Linked DNA regions of Sus scrofa: region 2 is linked to region 1. A link is a contact called in public Hi-C data. All regions are on one chromosome and are shown on one strand. Each heading gives the region's core, a stretch centred on a gene start, on an enhancer-like site or on the middle of the called end of the contact. The rest is flanking DNA. Distances are from core to core; before and after follow the strand shown.

Evidence for each region. Hi-C and Micro-C count contacts between places; a contact is called where the count stands out from the background.
Region 2: a contact with region 1 is called in a Hi-C map of retroperitoneal adipose tissue, with 3 times the contacts expected there. The contact joins two enhancer-like sites. A contact is called at or near these places in 3 of 5 promoter capture datasets (fetal liver, fetal skeletal muscle and liver), 33 of 47 Hi-C or Micro-C datasets (adipose tissue, alveolar macrophages, blood and 17 more) and 2 of 2 datasets of contacts at active chromatin or transcription factors (alveolar macrophages and skeletal muscle).

What each region holds. Positions count from the first base shown.
Region 1 is chr10:14,362,720-14,368,054 of Sscrofa11.1, reverse strand. It overlaps ITPKB (inositol-trisphosphate 3-kinase B), which reads left to right. Exons shown (of 10, transcript XM_021064414.1): 8 at 307-378; 9 at 1,795-1,876; 10 at 1,879-5,172. The coding sequence ends at 2,117. Among named protein-coding and RNA genes, the nearest start is that of STUM, 70 kb to the right of the region's middle. Within about 2 kb of position 2,389, at least 11 of the 83 cell types and tissues checked have an H3K27ac peak or open chromatin away from gene starts, as enhancers often do. A contact at or near this core is called in retroperitoneal adipose tissue, where this site is marked.
Region 2 is chr10:14,507,611-14,512,506 of Sscrofa11.1, reverse strand. No RefSeq gene overlaps it. Among named protein-coding and RNA genes, the nearest start is that of PSEN2, 35 kb to the left of the region's middle. Within about 2 kb of position 1,361, at least 15 of the 83 cell types and tissues checked have an H3K27ac peak or open chromatin away from gene starts, as enhancers often do. A contact at or near this core is called in retroperitoneal adipose tissue, where this site is marked.

The DNA.
Region 1 (5,335 bases), core at 1,140-3,639:
GGTGCTGTCTGCACTGCTGGCAGTCCAAAAAGGACCTAAACCCGCATGTGAGGGGCTCCAGGAGGCCGCCTGGCTGCCTGGGCACTGTCCCTCTCAGCACCTCCTGTGGAGTGGAGGAAGTGTGGGACCAGGGCTCGGAGGCCCCCGTCCCTGGGCCTCAGTATCTTCATTTCTAGATAAGGAGGTTGAAGTAATAGGGGCGTGAGGGTCTCCCGCAGACACTGAGTGATGCTAATGGGCCAAATAGTGCCTAAAACCCACTCCTGCCTCAAGTGTTTAAAAATCTGCTCCTCTTTCTGTTCCCAGATGGCCTACCGGGACCGGCTGAAGGACATAAGGGCCACCCTAGAAGTCTCACCCTTCTTCAAATGCCATGAGGTAGGCATTAGACTTGTGTCCTTGTGGGCAGAACGCTGGGCTCTGTGGTCACTACGACCTCCGGGCACACCTACTGGGCTGTGAGCCTGACCCCACGCTGGCGGACCTGCTTGTTCTGAAAGCCCCCAGCGACATTTTTAGGATGACTGCAGCCAGATCAGCCCCTCGTTGTGACACGTCTGGGCCAGGCTCCCTGGGACCACCCCGCGGCTGGCCTGCCCGAGCGCCACGGTCAGCTCCCTCTTTCTCCTTCTGCTGCCGGCCAGCTCCGGAGGCGCCCCCGCTCCAAGTGACTGTGGCAGGACTCGTGTCCCACACGCCCTAGGGTCCCAGGGCAGAGGTTCTCCGAGCTGCTCCAGTAGCCAAGTAGCCTCCTGTCACCACCCTGAGATCCACAGGAGGGACAGGCAGGTCTTTGGGTACCACTTGGAGCAGAGCTGGAACTTTTCTGGCTCCTGCCTTGTCTGCAGGGGCAGAAGGCAGACAGGAACATCAGGCCTGATGCTGGGAAGCCCGTGTGTACACACATACTCACATGCACACAGGCACACACAGACACACATGTGAACACAGGGCACACATGCACACAGATGCATACAGGCACACACATGCACACACACATGCATATACACAGCACACAGGTGCACACGGCACACAGGGGCCCAGCTGTACCCCCATCCCCCACCCCAGACAGCCCCAGGCATCATCCCAAAGCTTTTGCCCGCCCTTCTTTAGCCCTTTGCTGTTATTTCCTGAAAATTTGTTTTGCCTAATATTCTCTCTGGAGCTTCATTTGGAAACCTCAGGTCTAGCGAGGGGCCACGTTAGCTGGAGCTCCTGCCTTTTTTCCACCTGGGCAGTACATGCCCCTTCCCTGGGCTCAGCGCTTCCAGGAGGTCTGCCCCGTCCTGCCCAGGGCCCTGAGAGTGACGATGACACCTCAGCTCCTTCCCACACGCTCTTGTCTTGTCTCCTTCGGGCTTGTATGTGGGACAGTGCCTTACCCCAGGCAGGCGTCCTGACCTGGCCCTCAGCGAAGGGGGTGCCCTTGGTACCTTCTTTGCCTGGCAGGGACCAGCCTCCCAGGCCCTGTGTGCTGCTGGATGGGGGTGACCTGGGCCTGACTGCCCATCCTGTTCCTGGGCTTTGGGTGCCTGAACAGGGTCCTCTACCTGCCCTGCCCCCTGCCCAGGTAGGAATGTGGCATCGCCTTGGCGCCTCCCCCTCGGGGTGACAGGGAGAAGTCAGAGTCTCCAAGGGGTGTGGCAAAGTCCCAGGGCTGGCTGTGGGCTCAAAATAGTGCTCTCTGTCCAGCTCACTGAGCCTCAGGCTTTTCCAAGCCCCCTGGGGGGCCGGCTGTGGGGGGCAGGGCGGGGCCCAAACCCCTCCCCGCCTCATGTCCCTGCCCCCCTCCAGGTGATCGGCAGCTCCCTCCTCTTCATCCACGACAAGAAGGAACAGGCCAAGGTGTGGATGATCGACTTTGGGAAAACCACACCCTGCCCGAGGGCCAGACCCTGCAGCACGACATCCCGTGGCAGGAGGGGAACCGGGAGGACGGCTACCTCTCGGGCCTGAACAACCTCATCGACATCCTGACGGAAATGTGCCCGGGAGCCCCGCGCGCTGAAACCGCCCCGCGCCCCACCTCACCGCCGTCCCGACCCTTCTCCCCCCTGCGTCCCTTCTCCTTCCGAATTTCCCCTTCACTTCCACCCGGGTGCAAACCCCAGAACTGACCCTCCGGATCGGCAGGCACTACAAGACACTTTGTAGCAGACGAGATGAGATTTTTCTACTTACCCCCTCACTGAAGGGTTTGGAGCTGGGGATTTTAGTTGGCGTTCTCAATAGGAGCTCCTACTAGTAGAGAGATGCCCCAATCCAGGCTCAGCTGCCTGCAGGGAGGCCACTTGGGTTTCGATCTGGAAGGAGGCTCAGGTGGTGGTAGAATCACGAAGAGCCCCAGCCTCTGGCAGGCTACCTGTGGGGGCTTGCTGCCCCCTGGTGGCCGGTGCCGGTGGCGCCACTCTAAGGCGTAGCCCCGTTTCTGCCTCATCCTCTCCGCTCCCCAGATTGGGGAAGGGGGGAGGGGTGCCTGGCTGTAAAAACAGGTACCTGGCGCCAGGTTTCTGGTAGTTGGGGCACAGCACCCCTAGGACTAGCATGTTGGCCATCAATTAAGTACCCTCTGCTTGGCAGCCTGGGGACTCCCAGAGATGCTGCCGTGGCCTTTGCAGGGCTGCTAAAGCAGGGAACCCCACCCATCCGGTACTGAAATTCTCTAGCATTGGAACAACTCCAGGAGCCAAGAGGGGTCCAGCTCCAACTTGACCATGCTCTCTGACATTGGCCTTCCCAGGAGAGGGCAGGCAGGAGTGGTGTTCTTCCATCTGTGATTTTTGCCTACAAATTCAGAGGGACATTCTGCAAACCTGAGCTTCCAGGAGTATCACCCACCCCCCGGAGCCAGGCAAGGTCCTGGGGCCTGGGTGGCAGTGGACCAGGGCCCAGGCAGCCTCAGGGGAAGAAGGACAGGCTGCAGGGGACACTCCTCTCTTGTCCCCTCATCTCCTCACCTCCTGGAGCCAGCTGGTCCAACGTGCTGCACACATGGGGCTCTTGTGAGATCCAGAGTCCCCACTGGTCACGGGGCAGAGCCTCAGGCCAGTGCCCAGTAGGGAGGAAGCAGGAGGCTGCCTTACCAGCTTCATTTTCCCCCTGAAATAGGTCTTAGCCTGCAGGGTTTAGCCATGTTCCCCAATGCCTGGTGGGCAGCTTCCAGAGAACGTAGCTGGGTGCTGGGCAGCTCTGCCTGGCATCTCTAGGTGGCTCGAGGAGTCACAGGGAACACCTGTAAGTCTTATTTTAATTGTAAAGCAAGTAGGTCTATATTCTTGAGAAGAGTGTAAATTTTGTGAGACTTGTAAAGAACAAAACTCTGGCTCTTTGGCCCTTGAGAGCAGCGGTGGCGCAAGTGCCCTCCTTGGCCACCGGAGGTCAGGCCCCTTGCTCTGCAGGGAGCTGCTCCAGGGACACATGGAAAGAGTGTCCCCCGGCGTGTGTGCCATCTAGAGGGAGGGCCTCCTGGGCTGCCCCCTGTCACCTCGGCGTCCCTGGGGGAACTGTCAACTTGCTCATGTGACATGTGCATTTTTCCCTTTTCACTCTGGGTGTGACGGTTGGTGGGGCCGGAAGGTGGGACCCATGAGGATGTCTCAGTACAGTTTTTCAAAGAGGAAATCACTTTCAAACTTCCTGGCTCTTGTTCAAAACAGCAGTGAGCTCCTGTGGGGGTCACACCCCCACCCGGCTGAGCTCGGGAGACCTGTGACACCACGTGACCCTAGGAGGCAAAAGCCCAAAGCCAGCTCGGGGTCATGGGGTGGGGGTGGGGTCTGTGCTGCCGCTGTCTGCAGGGAAGAGAGAGCCTTCTTTCTGATGGAGAGGTTCTCCAGCTGTGGGCTGGCAAGCACGTGCCCCCACCCCGGCAGTCTAGCTGTGACAAAATTTTGCAAAAGCAAATGAATGCAATGAACAAAACTTACAGGCGACCAGCTGAAACCGATTTAAAAGAACAAACTTTCCAAGCACTTTCAGCAGGCACCGGTTGTTTGCAAACAATGTGCTAAGATGCAGGTGATCCGTTTATCAAAGGAGGCCCACAGCACCCCTCATTAGCAATCCTTGGCTTTGGGTGGCATTGTATTCGTGAATGGTAGGAAGTGACATCTTTCTAGGGTTATTCTAGTAGGGGTTTGGGGTTTTGTATTTCCTGTGCTAGTTCTCCTCTTCTGCACCTACTCTCTCTACCCATCCTCCCCTCTAATCCCCACTCCCTCATCCAGGCAGGAGAGATGGATCCTGGATTGGCATTTCCCAGAGGCCCTGCCCAGGCCATCTGAAAACCATCCCCAGCCAGCCGGGTTCAGGCGGGGACTCCTTGGGTCCTGGCCTCGAAGGTGCCGGGAGGGTGGGATGAGCTGTGTGCATCTGTGCACAGGTGAGCAGGCGCCCTTCCTGCCGTGTTCCTGGGGGGAGGGCCCCCCCCGGGGGGGGCTCTCAGTGTTCAGCACTGCTCAGCAGTAGAAGGAGGTTTCTCACCTACTTGTCCCAGATGTGCCTTTAGTGTCATGTAAGAAGTTTTTAACTTATATTTATTTTGTCGGGTTTTTTTAATTGCACAAAACACTAAGACTGAGAGGCTGGTTCTGTTTCTCCTTTAAAGCTTTGCCTTCTTTCTGAACTTCCTTTCCCGCCCTGTGAAGAGAGCCCGGATGCAGCCCTGGCCACTGTTCTCCCCCCCCCCCCACCTCACCCACCACCATGGACTCTTTCCACCATTAGCTGTATTTAGCTTTGAGTGTCTCTGCGTCCGGTTGGCCTGTGTGTGTGTGTGTGTGTGTGTGTGTGTGTGTGAGAGAGAGAGTAACCCAGGCCCTTGCTTGGGAAGAAGCAGAGGGCACACCCCCGCCAGTGCCTTTTTCTGGAGGAGAGGGCTCTCCTGGCCTCAGCACCCCTCTTCCGGAGACACCTTCGGAGAAAACTGAGCTGTTACAACCCCTCCCCCTCCCCCCCAGTGCCTGTTAACCAGACCGCAGATGCTCTGTACCTTCCTGAATAAAGGCCCTGAGACCATGGTGCTGGGTGCTGGGTGTGGTCCTTCCCATCCCCAGCCCTCAGGGGCTGTCTGGGGTGGGGTTGGGCTGGGGACTCTTTGGAAGCTGGAGGATCCATTGGGGCTATGACAACCCACAGGTGTGGGGGGTCCAATTAAGTAAACTTTTAAATCTGCAAAGTTTCTTTTTTTGTTTTTTTCCTCTTTTTACCCGCACTTGCAGCATCTGGAAGTTCTTAGGGGTCGAATTGGAGCTGTAGCTGCCGGCCTACACCAGAGCCACAGCAGTGTAGGATCCCAGCCGAGTCTGCGACCTACACCACAGCTCATAGCGACGCC
Region 2 (4,896 bases), core at 112-2,611, 150 kb before region 1:
GAGTCACTTGACAGTTTACAAGCACTTGGGAAACCAGAGGTGCTGTGCGAGTGCCTCTGTGCATGAGATTTTATATCGCGCCTTTGCTCCTAAGGATGTGCTGGAAACCCTGAATCGAGATGGTTGAACCCCCCGCCCCATGCATAACTAAATAAATAGTGCTTAAAAAAGGGTCTTGACCCCCAAATTAAATCTCATGTAAGACTTTTGAGAATTTAAGGAGCCTAAAATAAGTGGAAACTGTGAATGGATGTTCAGGAAGGCAAAGGAATTTTAGCTGCTGTGACATCAAATCCGCATCACTGGATGATCCCACCACCTCCAGGGGATGCTGACGGTATTTGCTTGGATCTTCTAAGGGACAAACAAGTAAGGCAGAGTAGTTTTTATATGGTTTCATTTGAAGAACGCTAGTGCCGGGAAGATTTTTTTTTCCTTACAAAATATTGTCAAGGAAAGGTTTTCTGATGACCGATGCCTAAGATCTACCCTTATCCATTTTTATTCCTTTAAGACTAAAATATGCTCACCCGAAGTCTCTAGAAGGGAAACCTTAAGACTGGGTCCTTAATTTGTAGTTTAATAGTAATCAATGTAAGTATTTGATCAGATCCTTTCCAACATCCCTTTAGTAGAGCAGTTTCCCATGAAATTAGTTTCAAGTTTTGATTCGGGGGTGGGGCGAAGGTAAAGAGAACATGAACTGATGAGCTAATTCCATTGAGGAAAAAAAACGTACATTCCCAAGGAACCCTTTCTAGAAGGAAGCTGGAAAGATGTCGTGGACACATCTGCCCTTCCTTAATGCTGTGTGTGCTTTATTCATTACCCTGGGAAGTTTAGCTCCAGAGAGACCTTGCTCTGGGCCTGACCCTACCAGTTAAAAGTTCAAGTAGAATGCTTATAGTAACTAAAATTACTGCCCAGTGCAATACAGAAATCAGTGGTCCATGTTAATGGTGCTTTGTTGATATGGCTGCAGTTGACTGAAATCATTGCAGGTGTGGACACAGTGAGTTCTATGTGAACGATAAAGTCTAGTTAATGCTTCTCTTCCCCAAGTGCATGTTCACGTAAAGCAGAGGCTGTAAGGAAAGGTCTCTATCTCAGGGTCCAACCAACCACTTGGTAGATGTGATGAACACAGGAGAGCAAGGGCCAACCTTCCAATCGAGGGCTCCTTGAGTGACGATCCCCTGTCCCCACAGCCACCCAATTCACCCGTGGGGGAGGATCCCTGTACCTTTCCACACCTGCACCAGGTGCATGGCGTTTCTGATGTGAACATACCTGGTCTGCCTCTGTACCACACAGACAGGCTAAATAGTGTTCCTGCTACGGCTCACCCAAGCCTGTCTCTTTCTCCGGAGCTGGATCTCAGCGCTGGGCAGCCCCTGGAGCTCTTACCTGTGGCCAGGTGGGAGGCATTTGACAAATGGAACTCGCTTAGCATATCCACCTACCCACCACACCCCCAGTTCCCCCAAGACAGCCTTCTTTTTTTTTTTTTTTTAATCTTTTTGCCATTTCTAGGGCCCCTTCCCTCGGCATATGGAGGTTCCCAGGCTAGGGGTCTAATCAGAGCTGTAGCCACCGGCCTACACCACAGCCACAGCAATGTGAGATCCAAGCCGCGTCTGCAGCCTACGCCACAGCTCACGGCAACACTGGATCCTCAACCCACTGAGCAAGGCCGGGGATCCAACCCACAACCTCACGGTTCCTAGTTGGATTCATTAACCACTGCGCCATGACAGGAACTCCCCAAGACAGCCTTCTTAACACTCTTAGAATCCAACTTGATACTCAGAACCTGAATAATGTGTAAGCTTTACACAGATCACCTGCGAGGTGGGATCCTGCGGCCTGAAGGTAGGAAGTCCTGAGGCAGTTTTCCCCAAAGCCGGGGCGGTTGAATTCTGAGACGATCTAACACGTTTTATTGTTGGTTTCTGCTCTGAGGTGACCCCAGCCCTTCCCGTACCCCAGGAAGCAGGATGTAGTCACTCTTCAATAATCTCTAAAATCCCAAGAATCACCTACTTGACATTCTGAAAATGATAGCAAACGTGTTTTTAAGTATTCCAGCAGGAGGACCTGGTAACGCGTATCCTGCTTTGGAACTAACAAAACATCCCCTTTAGCCCTTGGCTTCCTTTCCCTCCCGAAGGAATTTGCTATTGTTTGTAAATATAATATACCCCTAACATTGGCTGTATTTAACCACTCTTCAAACTCAGCCTTTCTGATTATTCTTAGTAAGTCTGCTTCGACTTTGGGGGGAACCACCTCTATTGAGGTATAATTTACATGCAATACAATGCACCTGTTTTAAGTGTACAGTTGAATGAGTTATGACAAACTCATTGTGTAACCACTGCCATACACAAGACATAGAATATTTTCCATCATCCCAAATGTTTCCTCACACCATTTTGCTGTCAATCTCCCCCTCCCCAACCCCAGTTCCAAGCAACTAGTGATCAGCTTTCTGCCACTATAGTGTCTCTAAGGTATAGATTAGTTCTAAAGGGTTTGACTTTAATGAGACTATACTGTAGTCAATAGAGTTCTAGATGATCCTAGAGCAGCTAGATGATCCCTAAAATCCTGCAAGGGGACAGCATGAGACAATTTTAACATGGAAAAAATTGCTATTTGTATGCTCTTGGAGCCACATGAAATCTATCCCTCTGTGGACTTGCTTTCTTTCATTAGTGTGGTAAATTGTTTTCAAAGATGGCGCCAACAATTCCATCCTCCCAGTGACCTCACACTACCCCTCTCAGCAAGCCATGGAAAGTTCTCTCTCCTCCCCTTGAATTGATCTCCCCCTTGTGACTTGATTTCACCAAAAGAATGTGCAGGAAGTGATACGCTGCCAGTTCCAGGCCCAGGCCTTACACGACCTGAGAGTGTCTGCTTTTGGCCTCTTGGGATTGGGCCACCATGAATAAATAATCTCAGGCCAGAAAGCTGAATGACGAGAGCCTGCTTGGGGAGAGGCCCGGTCTTCCAGCCCCAGCTGTGGAGCCAGACGTGTGAGCAAAGGCATCTTGGACGTTCCAGCTCCAGCCAAGCTCCCAGCTAAACGCAGCCACAGGAGTGACCTCAGCCAACTCAATGCAGAACAGAAGAGTTAACTGCCCAGCCAAACCCAACCAAGCTACAGAATCATAAGAAATCATAAGTAATTAGGGAGTTCCCATTGTGACTCAGCAGGGTAAGAACCCAACTAGTATCCACAAAGATGCGGGTTCGATCATGGCCTGCCTCAGTGGGTTAAGGATCCAGTATTGCTGTGAGCTGTGGTGTAGGTTACAGACACCTCTTGAATCTGGCGTTGCTGTGGCTGTGGTGTAGGTCAGCAGCTGTAGCTCCGGTTGGACCCCGAGCCTGAGAACCTCCATATGTCTCACATGGGGCCCTAAAAAAAGCAAAAAACGTGTTTGTTAAATCAATCAATTTTTGTCTGAGTTATCAGCCTATTTCATAGGCCCATTAGGTTTGGAAAAGCCAAGACTGATGCTCAGGTCTCCCCCAAGTGTGGACAACCCCCTGGGACGATTCCTGGGGCATCACGCACACTCTCCAGACCAGAAGGGGCCATGGGAAATTTCATGTGGAGGTGAATTATCAGCCTGTCATGGACCTGACCTTCAGCCACCACTGAACCACACGGTGGGTGATCTTGGAACATCAACATAAACCTGTCACTTGCCTTTCTTTCCTGAAGACCCCATCATCTTCAACCAAATCCCCAGGTCATGGAAAAAAGATTTCCTCTAGCAGTTACTCATTTGAATTGGGGAGGACTCCTCATGGGATGTATGTAAATTATTGCTCTAAGTGTTTGAATAACCAGGTGGTAAAAGCCAGGGGACCAGTGTTTCCTGATAAATATAGGCGGTCAGCTGCCAGCAGAGGCTGTTTTGAAATGGATACGGCAAGGGGAGAACAAAAAGACTTAGCCTCTATTTCACCCCAAGTTTCCACTGGTTGGGGTGCTCCTGAGAAGGAGGAGGACAGGGACACGAGGAATGTCCTGTTTGGGGGCCAGAAGATGCTTCTCACCTACACCTTAATTTTTTAGTGTTTAGAATGACCCCAGCACATTTTCTGGGTCTTCGTGTTCCCTGTACGTGCATTTGAGGTGGGTTTCCATAGAGTCACTCCCAGAAAACACAGGAGGGGGAAAGACATGGAATTGTGGCAACCCCAGTTCTCTTTCTGCAAGAAGGGCCACAAATGAGTGACAAAAACAAGGGAGACCAGGAGTTTCTGCTGTGGTGCGATGGGTTAAGAATCAGGCTGCGATGGCTCAAGTTGCTGTGGAGGCGGGTTCGATCCCCTGCCTGGTGCAGTGGGTTAAGGATCCAGTGTTGCAGCAGGTGCAGCATAGGCTGCAGTTGCAGCTTGGATTCAATCCCTGACCCGGGAACTTCCATGTGCCATGGGTGGGGCCATTTAAAAAAAAAAAAGAAAAAAAAAGGACAAGGGAGACCAGGGGCACAGGCCAGCAGTAGATACGGAGCAGCACAAAGGAGCATCAAAAAAGTCAGCGCTTTCACTCTCTAAATTGGCTTGTGCCTTTTTGAACAAATCCAAGGACGTGTCCCTCTCCTCATGCAAGACCTCCTCGTGTGTGCAGGTGGACTGAAAGGCATTAAGTTTGCACAGACGACAGGTGGGGCGAGTGTGATTATTAGCTATGTAACTGGAAGACGGCCACACCCGCTGGCATCTGACTGAGTAGGAAAAAGGCCCCAGGGTGTCCTGTACTGGGGACACCAGGTGACTGTACAGAGTCCACACCAGCCAGGAGATCCCAGCAGGTGCAGGGCTGATGGGAAATGCGCAAGCTTGGAGGTTTTCCTGCCTGGATGGGGCGTCCAG